2 separate regions of the Canis lupus genome follow, and region 1 is linked to region 2. Evidence: chromatin contacts called from public Hi-C data. All regions are on one chromosome and are shown on one strand. The core of a region is the stretch at or near the end of the contact, and the rest is flanking DNA. Distances in the headings are between cores, read along the strand shown. Region 1 overlaps ZNF395 (zinc finger protein 395). Region 2 has its middle 21 kb from the start of ZNF395.

Region 1 (7,015 bases), core at 2,988-5,487, 64 kb before region 2:
ATCTCACTTGACCACAGACATCATTCACTGGACTCTGCACTGAATGAGCATGGGTGCAGATTGAGAATCATTAAGGCTGTCCGAAGCAGGCACCACAGACTCCAGAGGCAACCCCAAGAAAAACTTTGAATAGGGGTAACATCCCTGGAATAAATGGTTTCCCCAAATCATTTCTTTTGAAAATCGGTCCTGTTAGTTTCCAGTGCACAGCTGTGGCACCTGCCCTCCTGTCAGATTCTGCTGCCCAGGTGGGCTGGGAAGTAGGGAGAGATGCGGAGATGCAGGAAACAGGCATAATCGCTGATCAGTTCACAAGCCACCCCCACCCTCCAAGAAGAAACAAATGGGGCAACCCCACGGACAGACCACATGTCAAGAACCAACACAACAGCCACAAGATGGGAGCGGAGGCCGCCACCGCCACCACCACCTATAAGGAGAGAGGAACAGATACAGACAGGGAAAGCTGCACCAAAATAAAACATTAAAAAAAAAAAAAAAACCACCTCAGTTTTTAAACTGTTTCATCCCTTTCTTCTTTCTCTCTGCCTCTTCTGCCCTGGGTACCAACGACATGAGAAGCCTACCTCACTTAGAGGAAATCTTGATAGCCAGCTATATCTACACAGACCAAACTGAGGGAAAAATGAAAATAGCTTTTCTAATGACGAGACTCAGCCAGAGCTGTGATTAAGAAGGGAAGGGAAGACGCTGCTAGGCAGAGTCCTCACGTCTCAAAAGCTCCCTCCCCTCGCTGGTAAGAGCTGAAGATAGACAACAAGCAACCACCTGCTGTCAGCTTTTAATTCTCTCAGAGGTGGAAGGGACAGGAAGGAGGACCCCGGGCCACCTCTTGCTGGCCTGGTTTTGAGCTTTAGGGACAGATTCCACATACTTTTTCTTTCTTATTTTTTTTTTTTTTACTAAGTTATAAAAATATACCCCATCACCACCACAGACACCCATACATGGGTGTCTTTCCCTCCATCACCAAACCTGGGTCACTATCACCCTTTGCAACATCACATCTCTAAGGTCAGCGGGTTTTCTCACACTCAGTGTGTCCCAGATTGACAAGCGTCTGTGCGGCTCCCACGTGAAGTGGCCAAAGGAGCCTCGACAGCCAGGGATTTTCACCTGGGAGTAAGAGGACAACCTCAGTTACAGCCAGGGGATGGACTTGGTGACATTCCTGAACCCCTGACCTCTGGCGTGTAGGTGCAGTGCCGGTACCCAAGGCAGGTGAGCAGCAGGGGGCCACATTCATGCAGGCCTGAGGAACTCCCAGACACACACATAGGGCTAAAACAAAATGTGTCCTGCTCCTCAGCTCATCTGGTCTCAATTAAGCACAGATGGGCAGGGTTCTAAACTCCCCACCCACATCTCCCTTCTTGTCAACAAAAATAGCTTTGCTTATTTACTCCACAAACAGTGCCATCCAGGCTCCCCTCCATTCCTGAGGGCTCCAGAAACAGCAAAGGCTAAAAAAGCACCAGGAGCTGCTCATCCAACTCCCCCCCGCAGGAGTTCCTCCTCCACTCTTTTACCGTCCCCCTCCTACCTGCAGGGAAGAAATGGGTGTCCAGCAGGTCTCGGCCTCAAACTGACCTTCCCACCACAGGGACTGGACCAACATGGATAAAAATCCAGAGGCCGCTGACACTGATGGAAGACTCCTGTCCTACCCGTCACCTCAGGAAGATTGGATTCTCTCGGACCCTCTGAGCCAACAGAACAATCTGGAACCTGCCAACTCCCTCTCCATAGTGGGGGCAAGCTGCCACTTACTTTTCTGTCTCTTCTTTCCTCCCTCCATCCCCCCACACCAGCCCTAACTGCAGCCTCAGGAAAGTATGAGAAAATCCCTGGTAAAACCAGAGACCGAGGAACCTGTGCAGAGTGTGACGAAGGAGGGAGGGCCTCTCACTCAAGTGGAAGGGAGCCGGAATCAGATAAAAGGCTTCTGAATACAGTGGAAAAGAACACAAAGTGTTTTAGAGGTGTCCTGTCCATAACTGGAGGGAGGAACATCAAGAGGGAGTTTACTCAGGTAACAGCAGAGGGCTTTCACAGACACTAAAACCCTCCAGCTTTTCCTCAAGGAAAGACGGGAGAACGATCAAGGTAGTGTTTAATTGCCACATTTTTCAAAAAGTGAATTCATATAGCCTTTTGGCTCAGCTATTTGGGGGACAATCTTTAAAAACCTACTAGTCTGGGCTTTGAGAAGAAGCCATACAAATTTGTTGGGATGTAACCCAACAGCTGAGTGACCCCAGATTCAAATCGTTGTCATCAAGAAAGGGTTTTCCTTTTACTTCCATGGAAGCTGCTCGGTGAGAACAGGCTCTCCCTTCTCCTGGATGCGGGTGGAGAAGAGGGGCCGGCTGTACCTTAAAAAGTGCACAGATTCCCCACTCCTCCCACCCTATCCACAGCAGGTCCTGCTCTCGGACTCATCAGCCAGAAACTTCTTTTTTTTTTTTTTTTTTTTTAAGAAAAGTAAATTCATCTTGCTCACCGTCCCTTCTGGAAGAGTTGAGAAAGCAAAGAATTCACCAACTCAGCAGGAAACAGAATGAGCTGTTCCGTCTTTTGAAACATGCAAACTAATCCCCTAGAGAGAGACTCAGGAAAGGGAGGGTAATTAATTCTTTGGTCTCTGGTTCACTGCAGACTACCCTTGGTCAGTTTTGGCTCTCTCTCCTATTCTGGGGGAGGGGGGATATTTTCCTTTCTTCTTTTAAAAACTAAACTGTTCCCCAAAGGGAGGGGGAAATGTGTTAAGTATTGAACCTTAGCCAATAGAGCCCAAACTCCCCATGTCCACTCTATGTTTTAGGTTTCTGCTGAGGGCTTGTGACACATCTGTCTTTTGTCATCTGGCTGCCAGTCAGGGCAGGGAGCAAAGAGGAGGAGCCGGTGGGACAGGTTCAGTCCAGGAAGCGCTGGCAGGCCTTCTTCCAGCGGCAGGCTGTACACCACTGGTCCCGGTGCTCGATGCCATACACTTTACGGCACTTCTTAGCCTCCCCACGGGCTTTCCTGTCAAAAAGGAAGAATGAGGGTACAGACGTGCACTGGTAGTTAAGACGTGGAGCACAGCACAGCCTGGCATGAGGCTGAGCAAACCAGCAAGGCTGAAAAGGTGGGAGCCAATGGGCCAAAGGAGCAAAGTCCCCTCCACACCCCACTACCACCACCGTCCCCCTGCATCCAGCATGTCCCCAGCTGCCTCTTCCACCCCCCAACCAGGGAACTAACCCTGGAGACTAGGCTCGCTGGGCTATAGTTGACACCTAGAGTGGACATGGTGGGGACAGAGGCCAGAGGGGAGGCCACAGGAGCAAACGGTCTCACCTGGCACTGCTCTGGGCCCGAGGTGGAGAAGTAACAATCAGGTGAGATTTCATTGCAGGCGGTGGCTGCTGGGGCTCGCTGAAGCTTAGCGACCGGCTCCGGACCTGGGCACAGAGAGAGGGGCCATCAGCACAGGCCGGGGACACCAGGACAGTAGTGAAAGGTTGCAGAGTGAGGGCAGGCCTTTAAGGCACACTTCCGTGCCTAAAGCAGGTGCCTCTGGCAGGGGAGCCTCTTAACCTGGCCACCTGTAGGTTTAAGTGGAATCACTGCAGGTAGAACAAAGGAGGGGCTGTGCTGCCTCAGTGGCTTCTGCAAGCACTCAGACTTGACAACATGTGACACCTTCCCATAGGAGATATTTAAGGCCAGGACCCACTGTGAGTGGCTCAAAAGGATTTCAGATTGATTTTAGTTCAGAGGTAAGCAACACCCTCACAAGCTCCCATCATGTGTCTTGCCTACCCTCATCCTCTCCACCTTCCCTTCTTCTCTCCCTTTTTCTCCTCTGCACACTGGAACCTTAACAAGCACCCACAGATAACTCAGGACTCAGCAGGGCACCGACCCCACACTTGCCCAGTGACTTCCCTGGCAGCAAACTTGCCTGATCTGGATGCTCCTTCTCACACACCTGCTCCTGAGAGGGGCTGTGACCATTAGGGAGTGCCAGGCAAGGGGAAGAGTGCATGTAGGCCATCTAGAAGTCTGGGGACTGGAAACAAGTACAGGGGCTTGGGGGGGATGGCCTCCAGCACCAGTAACATACAGAAGAGCCTTGGGCTGGCTCTGGGCCCACCAGAGGTGCCCAGGGGCTCAGAGACAGACAAACTCACCGGAGAGAGGGAGGAGGCCGTGGAGGGGGCGGCAGCCCAGCTAATACTGGTGTAGATGTGTGGCGACACGGGGATCTGAAAGGACGGCAGGGCCTGCCAAAGACAAGAGCAGGTCGGCCTCAGGCCCACTTGTTCGAGCAGTGTGCAAGTCTACCCATGCTCCCTAGAACTTCTAGGTACTCATACCACAGCAGAGTATGGGCCTCCAAGCAGACAATAGTGGGATGCACCCAAACACTCTGCCTGGGGGAGACACCAGCAAGCCCAAGTCTTCAAGTTACTCCTTAGTCCCAGGCTCCAATCCTTTTTTGGATCCCTTCTCTCAGAGCTGGTCTCTGTGCCAGCCTCACGACTGAATCATCACTGTGGATTAGCATCAGTTGGCTCACCTTCCAAGAACATGCTAAAGGCAGTGCCCCCAAAGAAGTCCAAAACCCTTCTAAGCACAGGTGGTATTGCTATACTAAGTATATGGTGTCCCCAGGCAACCACTTGGAAGGAGGCAACACTCTCCTAGATGTTCGGGTTTAGGTCTGTTTGTAAAAACACCAATTGCCCTCTCTAGGGCCCCGCTTGAGGGTCAGCCAGCAGCCCAAAGGGCCCCCTGAAGTTGGCCAAACATGAACTAGCCAAGCAGCCACTCATTCTAAGGAGAGCTGGCTCATTTTGTAAAGTCTTTCTGATTGAAAGCACTGCTTTTTAATTACTGACTTGTAAGCCAGGCTGGAGTCTGATAAAACCAAGCTGTAAGCCTAAAAGGATGTTTTTAAAAAATGGCACAGAGCAAGTTGTGCATTCACTGAGTACTTATGTGTGGTAAAGATCAGCTTATGTGTCACCCCCTCTACGATAACTTGCCCAGCCACACGGGCATGATAGCTTGGTTCTTCCTGTACCCACAACAATTTCTCCTGCCTCTCAAAAGGCATTTTGACTACTTATTATAATTAATCAGACTTACATATTCATTTCTCTCTCCCGCTAAACCATGCACTTCACACCTTCAGCGACTATTTCTTACTCTATTTGAAAAGCTTAGCTGAATGCTTGACACATAGTAGGTGCTCAAAAACATGGGTGCCGGGTTATTTGTTAACGTCACACAATTTTAGGAGGTAGGGATTTACCGTGGGAAGCCCGAATCCACAACTCCATCCCCTGGTATAACCAGGGATATAACAATTCCCCAGTCCAAATCCATCGACCAGGTCACTCGGATTCAACCAGATTTCTAGTAACTACTCATGACAGCCACCGATGGAGAACTATGGAATTCCCACATTTATTGACCATGAAGTCATTTTTCTTTTCTTCTTTGTAGAAGTTAGCAATTAGCAATCTAGCCAAAGGCCTCAGCCTTCGATCAGGCTGACCAGTGACAGGTCAGACACCAAACATCCTCATGGCCACAAGGCTGAGCTCCCAATGTCCACCAGTCCCATACCTGGTACGCATGGTCGGCCTGAATGTGCCAGAAGGAGCCAGGAGCTGACTTGCTGAGAGCACCAGACGGCAGGTAAGACTCCAGGCCAGGGTGTTCTGGGCCTGAGGACTGGGTTTTGGGAGGAGGTGGTGGAAGGAGAGCAAGAGGAGGGCTGGTCATGCCGGGGGTGGGTGCTGGGTCAGCTGCAGGGGTGCCAGCAGCAGCGGCTTCCTCCTTCATCTGCACCTCTGTGTAGTAGAAATCCTCCTCCCGCTTGAACTGGTCAGAGTCCACAGTGTCTCTGTGAGGGAGGGAGATGTGGTGATGGTCAGGGACAAGTTGTCTCAGGTCAAACACAGGGACACTGTGGCACAAGAGGGAAGAGTGATGGCTCAGGCCAACCCAGCCAAGGCAGGGAAGGAGACCAAGAGAACCCTCAAAGGTCTCACTGCTGATGCAAAGGATGATGTGCTTACACATTAGTGGGAACTGTTTTTCCTCATACCTAAGGTTCCTCCTCTCAAGGGATGTGTGCACACCTCTCCTCCTGCAATAGTCATCTGACTCTGCAACGGGTCCCCTCTGAGCCCCACATACTGTGGTCACAACCTCTCCTTAAGGGAAAGGGCTGTGAGTCAGTTTCCACTGCCAGAAGCAGCCCTGGCTCCGGGAAGTCAGAGCTGATGCAGCCCCAGCTCCCTGAGGGGAAGGGGGTGCAGAACCCACAATGAGGTCTCACCAAATCACCCAATTTCTACACAGAATTAAAACATCTTGCTACAGTGAGGCAGGAAGACAAGTCCACAGATGGACAGGGCTCCCTTCCCATGAATAGCATCAACATTCACCATGAGAGGAGGGCCCTTCCTTCCCAGCAAAGATCTCTTTCCAACAGGCTATTTTGCCAAACACAGGGGCCAGGGATAGGCACCAGGTGGTCTTCTCAGCAAGTCATTTTCTTGGAGCCATTCTTGGCTGTAGGTCATGGGGAATTGGCACAGTGGAGGAACACCTGAGTGGGTCCCCACGTAAATGGGCCCTGGGCTCCATACCTACCCCAGGTGGAGGGCTTTGACGTGTCGTTTGATGCCCACAATGGAGCGCAGAACTTTGCCACAGTTTGGCCACAGGCACTTGTACATGACCTTCACGGAGTTCTGGGGGAAAGGAAGAGAAGATCATGGGGATATGCCCCTCCCTCTCACCACTCCTCATCCTCACCCAGTGGGGACTTCAGCTGCCCTCAAACAGAACCCAACAAAAAGCTCTAAGGAAGGGATTCTCTGGGACCAGAGAAACTGATAGGCAGAGGCAGAAAGCCCAGACCCAGGAGATGGTCCTGCTGCTAGCAGCAGTGCTGGGTGCTGGGGATAAGACCCCACAGGAGGCCCTC
Region 2 (7,100 bases), core at 3,077-5,576:
AATAATCTAAAGAAACCTGAAAGCCCACCCTGGGAAGAAGAGTTAAAGCGGTCTTCAAGAACATCACAAGGCCAGCTGCCCAGATGGGAGCTGCCAGGCAAACACATGAGCAGTACTGACTTCAAAGATAAGGTAAAACAAGAGGCTCCAGGTGCGGGCCCCAAGAGCAAGCTGCCTTTATGGGGCTAGGGAAGCAGGCCAGCTTAATGGATAGAATATGGTAAAACCACGTGATGACAAATATGCAGCCAAATAGAAGTAAACATGAAAAGTGGTTGCTGCTGCTATGTTTTGATCCCATCAGGGCTGTGATATGATTGCATGAGTATAGACAGTACATAAGGTTGAAAATATAAGAGAAAGTGTAGATCCTGTTCAGGTCACGCTCTCTCTCTGCAGGTGCAAAAGTGGGGAGGGGGAGCAACATGTGTTATTAGTTGCAGGTATCAAGGAGTCAGATAAACTACTCTGAGCTACAGTTTCCTTATCTATAAAAGGAGCCACCTTCCTTCACAGGGTGGTTATGACCTGTTATAACACTCAAAGCAAGACAGGGCTCAATAGAGTGACTTTTTTTTTTAAGATTTTATTTATTTATTCATGAGAGACACAGGGAGAGAGGCAAAGACACAGGCAGAGGGAGAAGCAGGCTCCATGCAGGGAGCCTGATGCAAGACTCCATCCCCGGACCGGGGATCATGCCCTGACCCCAAGACGCTCAACCGCTGAGCCACTGAGGCATCCCTAGAGTGACTATTATTATTCATTCTTATAATGCAATGCCACAGCTCTGGAAAGCTTCATAGTCCCTTCAGCCACTAATTTGGGCACTAAATCTTCCAGGATCATGACTTGCCAAAGCATCCTGAGTGGGGAGGCGGTCAGGTTTCCAGGGCTTTCTTCCCCACCCTTGGCATTTTGCACTTACCTTTATTACAGCACTTGTCCATTTAAATTTAATTTTTTGTGGAATAAGGCTGAGTGAGGTCATTTGTATATGGAATGTTGTTTCTTTTACTCTCCAGTTTATTTTATTCTCTAAGGTCCAAGCTATGTGGGAGCTTTTCTGTACTGAAATATATTTGACATATAATATTTTTTTAGAGATTTTATTTATTTATTTATTTATCCATGAGAGACAGAGAGAGAGAGAGTCAGACACAGGCAGAGGGAGAAGCAGGCTCCATGCAGGGAGCTGGACGTGGGACTTGATCCTGGGACTCTAGGATCATGCCCTGAGCTGAAGGCAGACACCCAACCACTGAGCCACCCAGGTGTCCCCTGACATATAATATTGTGTAAGTTTAAAGTTCACATGTTGAGGGGATCCCTGGGTGGCTCAATGGTTTGGCCCAGGGCCCGGTCCTGGAGTCCTGGGATCGAGTTCCGCACTGGGCTCCTTGCATGGAGCCTGCTTCTCCCTCTGCCTGTGTCTCTGCCTCTCTCTCTCTGTGTCTATCATGAATAAATAAATAAATAAATAAGTCCTTTTTTTAAAAAAGTGCACATGTTGACTTGATGCATCTATATATTACAATATGATCACTATTGTAGCATTAGCTAGACCTTCATCATGTCACCAAATGATCATTTCTTTTTTTGTGGTGGGAATAATTAAGAAGATTTAGTATCTTAGCAAGTTTGAGGTCTATAATACAGTATTATTGTCTATAATCACTATGTTAAACATTAGATCTCCAGGACTGTGTATCTACTAGTTTGAACTCTTTTTTTTTTTTTAAGATTTATTTATTTATTTGAGAAAAAGAATGCAAGCATGAGGGGTACTGGTAAAGGGAAGAAAGAGGGAGAGTCATAAGCAGACTCCAGGCTGAGCCTAAAGCATGTAGCCTGACACGGGGCTCAAACCTACGACCCTGAGATCATGACCTGAGTAGAAACCAAGAATCAGACTCTCAACCACTGTGCCACCCAGGTGCCCCTCTACTAGTTTGTACTCTTAAACAACATCTCTCCTACTTCCCTGCTTCCCCTATCCCCCAGCCCTTGGTAACCACCATCTCACCCTTTTTCTTTTTTTTTTTTTTGAATGAGTTTAGCTTTTCTTAGATTCCATATGTAAATGATACCATGTAATATTTGTCTTTCTCTGTCTGATTTACCTCACTTAGTTTAATGTCCGCAAGGTTCATCCGTTATTGCAAATGGCAGGATTTCTTATTGCAAATGCCAGGATTTCCTTCCTTCACATGACTAAATAATATTCCATGGTGTGTATGTATGTGTGTGTATATATGCACATATACCACACCTTCTTCCTGAATTATTCTTGATGGACAGTTAGGTTGTTTCTCCAGGGGATCTTTTCTTTTTTCCTTTCTTTCTTTTTTCTTTTTTTAGAGAGAGAGGCAGAAGGAGAGAGAATCTTAAGCAGGCTCCACACCCAGCATGCAGCCTGACACAGGACTTGATCTCATGACCCTAAGATCATGACCCAAGTTGAAATCAAGAGTCAGAAGATTGGGCACCTGGGTGGCTCAGCAGTTGAGCATCTGCCTTCAGCTCAGGTTGTGATCCTGGGGTCCTAGGATCGAGTCCCAGATGGAGGTCCCCCTGGGGAATCTGCTTCTCCCTCTGCCTGTGTCTCTGCTTCTCTCTGTGTCTCTCATGAATAAAATCTTTAAAAAAGTCAGAAGCTTAACAGACTGAGCCACACAGGCACCCCTCCAGGGGATTCACTAATAACAATAATTATTTAACACCTCAACCTTGACTTATTGACCTGACTCCATGGGAGCCACCACATCTATTGGCCAGCTGAGGCTCCTGAGGAAACATGCTGAAGGAGCCTCATCTAGAGGCAGGGGAGGCCAGGGTTCTGGAAGAGAGATTTCTTTCTTTTTCTCTCTCTCTTTCTTTCTTTCAGATTTATTTATTCATGAGAGACACGGAGAGAGGCAGAGACATAGACAGAGGGAGAAGCGGGCTCCCTGAAAGGACCTTGATGTGGGAATCAATCCCGGAACCCCAGGATCACACCGTGAGCCAAAGGCAGATGCTCAACCACTGAGCCACCCAAGGCATCCTCCCTGGAAAAGAGATTTCTAACTTATTCCTCTTCCATTTCTAAGACACTGATTGGGTGATATTGTTGATCAGCTTTAGGGGAATAGAAAATGATGGGGAAACTGAAAAAGTGGCCAACGTTTCCAATAGTTTGAATGTCTGAATCCCAAAGGCTCTGAATTTTTCTTTACATTTTTAATGTAAGGAGGAAGGTAGAGCAGAGGTGTGCTCAGAAGGACAGATGGGGATACCTATTCAAGGCCTGATGTCATTCTCTGATTCATAATGATAGGTATAGTAAGAGTGGCCATTCATTCAGTGAGACTGGAAATATAGATTAGTACAGACACTGTAGAGAACAATTTAATATGAAGAATAAAGAATTTTTAAAATATTTGCATCCTTTGGACCTTTAAAAACTGAAAATGGTTACAACATTTTGGTACAAAATGGTACAGCTATACAATGTTTGTATAGAACTATAACCAAAAAAAAAAACAAAACAAAACAAAAAAAAACCTCGATGTGCTCAAGGAAATGAGAAATGTTTATATGAAGAAAAAAAAAACACTCAATAATTTGCACAGAATTCGCAATTCTGTAAAAATATATATCCATAGCAACATGTGAAGAAGTATCCCAATATGTACGCCTTTGCTTGTGAGTAGTGAAATTGTGGGTGCTTTTTAAAAAAAAAAAAAAATTGGTCTAATTACTTACACTTTTCTGTCTTTGCCACAGTTTACACAGTAAGCACATACTGCTTTGATTCGATGGTGGCGGAGGGAGGTTGAAACTGACCTCAAATCTCCCCAGTTTCCTTCCCAATTCTCTGCAGGTTGATTTCCTCCAAGACCCCTCTTGAAAGGTTTGAGGGCGGTCCCAGCCCGGTGGCTCAGGGCCTGATCCTGGGGTCCTGGGATCGAGTCCTCCCCCTCCCCCGCAGGGAGCCTGCTTCTCCCCCTGCCCAGGTCTCTGCCTCTCTCTCTCTCTCTCTGGGTTTTTCATGAATAAATAAATAAAATCTTAAAAGAAGAAGAAGTTTGGAGGGTCCCCGCGGAGGAGCGGGGCCGGGGCAGGAAGGTTGGAGAGGCCGAGGCCAGGCGGCCCGGCTCGTGGGGTGTCTGCGAGTCCGCGGCGAGCTGCACCCACGCCCCGCGCGCCCCGCCCGCCCCGCCCGCCGGCCACGCGCCGCCCCAGCCCCGTCCCTCCCGGGGGCGCCTCGCCCTGGGGTGGCGGCCGGCGGAGGCGCCCGGGCCGGGGAGGCAGAGCCAGGCCCCTCCCCGCCAGCTCAGCCTCCCGGCGCGCGAGGCCCGAGGGCGGCGGCGCGGACGTGCCCGGGCCCACGGAGGCCTCCCTGCGCCACCCCGGGCGCGCGGCCGGCGGGCGGGGAGGGCGGGGAGCGCGGGGAGCGCGGCGGGCCCCAGGCCCGGGCCCCGCCGAGGGCGCGGGCGGAGGAGGGGGAGGGGGCGGGGGCGGCCGCGCTCGGCCCCTTTGTCCCGCAGTCGCTCCGGCCGGCGGGTCCGAGGGCTCCCGAGCCGGGCGCGCGCGTGGGCGCCGCTGCGGGGCGGCCTCGGGGCCGCCGGGGGTGCGCGCTCGCCTGGGCCTCGCCGTGGGCGCGCCTTCCTCGCCTGGGCCGCTTTGCCCCGGCTCCCCGCCGCTCCCGTGCTGCGTCCGACGCGCCACGGGCCTTGAACCCCTCGGTCTCCACTTCTGGACCCGCACGCTCCCCGCAGCGGCCCCGGGTCCTCGCCGCCGTCCCCGCCCTCCGCCGGCACACGTGCACGACACACTGCCCCTCTCCCTGTCCTCCCCAGATGTTCCCCACGGAGAAAAGAGTTTACGCCTGCTCCCTCAACCTGAACCAGCTACGCAATTGGCAGAGGCTACAGGGCAAGATGAACCCGCAGGACTCCCGCGGGGGGCTCAGCGGTTTGGAGCCTGCCGTCCGTCCCGCGTGTGATCCTGGAGTCCAGGGATCGGGTCCCGTCGGGCTCCCTGCGTGGAGCCTGCTTCTCCCTCCTCCTGTGTCTCTGCCTCTCTCTCTCTCTCTCTCTCTCTCTCCGTGTCTCTCATGAATAAATAAATAAAATATTTTTAAAAAATGTTAAGAACTTCAAGAACATTAAACCAAGCCAGGGGCCCTTAAGCGCAGGAGCCTGTGAGTGATGGCACCCAGGAAGCTGGCCTTGCCAGCACATCTCTATCCTCAAGCCTATGCCCTAACCTACCTCCACCAATGTCCCCTGTTAAAAGGACACACGAATAGTCATAGTCTCTTCCTTGTGGCTAGTTATTAGAACCGGGGATCTTTCCTCTTGGTCAGCCATCTCCTTTAACTTCTTCACAGCTTTCACACAGCTGGCTGGTCTTGTCCCTATAAAATCCCCGTTTCCTTTGGTTTCTGTAATGGGTCACTATTGCGTTTCCCTCACTCTCTAGTGCATTCATTCCTCCAAGGCCTTGCCGGCTTCCCTTTCTCCCATTCTGCAACTGTGTGTGTTCCAAAGCTTACGTCCTCATTCTTTCTAATGCCCCTGGAGAGATTGTCTTTTGTGTTTGGAAAGTTCCAGGCTTTCTCTGAAGCCCAGATTTCCTCCCAAGCCCTAGTCTCACTTTCCTAATTCTCAGGTGTCCTGGCAACCCCAAAGTAACAAGTCAAGAATTGAATATATGCTTCTTTGCCCTTCCCTTCCTTCCTTCTTTCCTTCTTTGTGGGAACTGAGCAAAAAATAAAATAAAATAAACCAAGCCTGGGACCCTTCTAAGTGCAAGACCCAACGCAGCTTCACAGGTGGTCGTGCCATGAAGCCAGTCTTGCCACCACCTTTCAAAGCATCTCCTCATGAAATAGTTTAGTAATCAGGCAGGGAGATGAGTAACTTTACCATAGAAAAACCTGTCAGGTACCGTCTTAAGTCATGAAAGTCAACATCACAAGCGATGACATAAATCAGTACTGTGTGGGGCACCTGGGTGGCTCAGTGGTTGAGCATCTGCCGTTGGCTCAGGGCATCCTGGGGTGGAGTCCTGCATCCGGCTCCCCATGGAAAGCCTGCTTCTCCTTCTGCCTATGTCTCTGCCTCTCTCTGTTTCTCTGAATAAATAAATACAATCCTTTAAAAAAAAAATCAGTACAGTGTGCCATCTGATGACACAGTGAGCTTGCAGTCATTTCTGTGGTATTCCAGTCAAAGATGCATAACCTGGTCTAATCATGAGGAAACACTGGACAAACCCAAACCAAGGGACAGCCTACAAAAGGGTCTGTAAAAAAAAAAAAAAAAAGGCCATGAAAGTAAAATCGAGGAATTTCTGTAGAATGAAGGAGATTTGAAAGACATGACAGTTGGGTGCAATCCATGATCCTATGTTGGATCCTTTTGGTATAAAGGACATTATTGAGATGACAGGCAAAGGGACTATAATGTTTATTTTGCACTTATTTATTTATTTATTTATTTATTTATTCATGATAGTCACACACACACAGAGAGAGAGAGGCAGAGAGGCAGAGACACAAGCAGGCTCCATGCACCGGGAGCCTGACGTGGGATTCGATCCCGGGTCTCCAGGATCGACCCCGGGCCAAAGGCAGGCACCAAACCGCTGCGCCACCCAGGGATCCCTATTTTGCACTATTTTTTTAATTAACTTTTCTCAAAGTTTGAACTTACTGCGAGGCACCTGGGTGGCTCAGTCAGGGGAGCATTGGACTCTTGATCTCAGAAGTCATGGATTCAAACCCCGCACTGGGTGTAGAGATTACTTATAGAAATAAATCTTTTTTAAAAAAGTTTGACATGAGTGCAGAAGAAAAAGAGAAAATTTACCTCCCTCCAATTTTGCTTTTCCCCTAGGCATCTGTTAATAACATTCTCCGATTTGTCTAAGTTTAAAAACTTTGGGATCAGCTTTGATTCCTCTCCACCTCCCAACTCCTTTCCCATGACTCTACCACTCTTTAAGTCCTGCCAGTTATCATTATTATTTTTAGTATTTCTCACATAGACACCTTTTAAAATTAAACTTTCAGGTTGTTTGTTTTTTTTTAAATGATACTTCCTGCCTCA

The links. Hi-C and Micro-C count contacts between places; a contact is called where the count stands out from the background.
Region 1: a Hi-C map of skin fibroblasts shows a contact between it and region 2, with 2.2 times the contacts expected there. The contact joins two enhancer-like sites. A contact is called at or near these places in 5 of 9 Hi-C or Micro-C datasets (blood, liver and skin fibroblasts).

What each region holds. Positions count from the first base shown.
Region 1 is chr25:29,383,848-29,390,862 of UU_Cfam_GSD_1.0, reverse strand. ZNF395 (zinc finger protein 395) reads right to left here. Exons shown (of 10, transcript XM_038573723.1): 6 at 6,679-6,779; 7 at 5,644-5,923; 8 at 4,200-4,292; 9 at 3,364-3,467; 10 at 1-3,048. The coding sequence ends at 2,937. Among named protein-coding and RNA genes, the nearest start is that of PNOC, 28 kb to the left of the region's middle. Within about 2 kb of position 4,237, at least 4 of the 20 cell types and tissues checked have an H3K27ac peak or open chromatin away from gene starts, as enhancers often do.
Region 2 is chr25:29,319,752-29,326,851 of UU_Cfam_GSD_1.0, reverse strand. No RefSeq gene overlaps it. Among named protein-coding and RNA genes, the nearest start is that of ZNF395, 21 kb to the left of the region's middle. Within about 2 kb of position 4,326, at least 12 of the 20 cell types and tissues checked have an H3K27ac peak or open chromatin away from gene starts, as enhancers often do.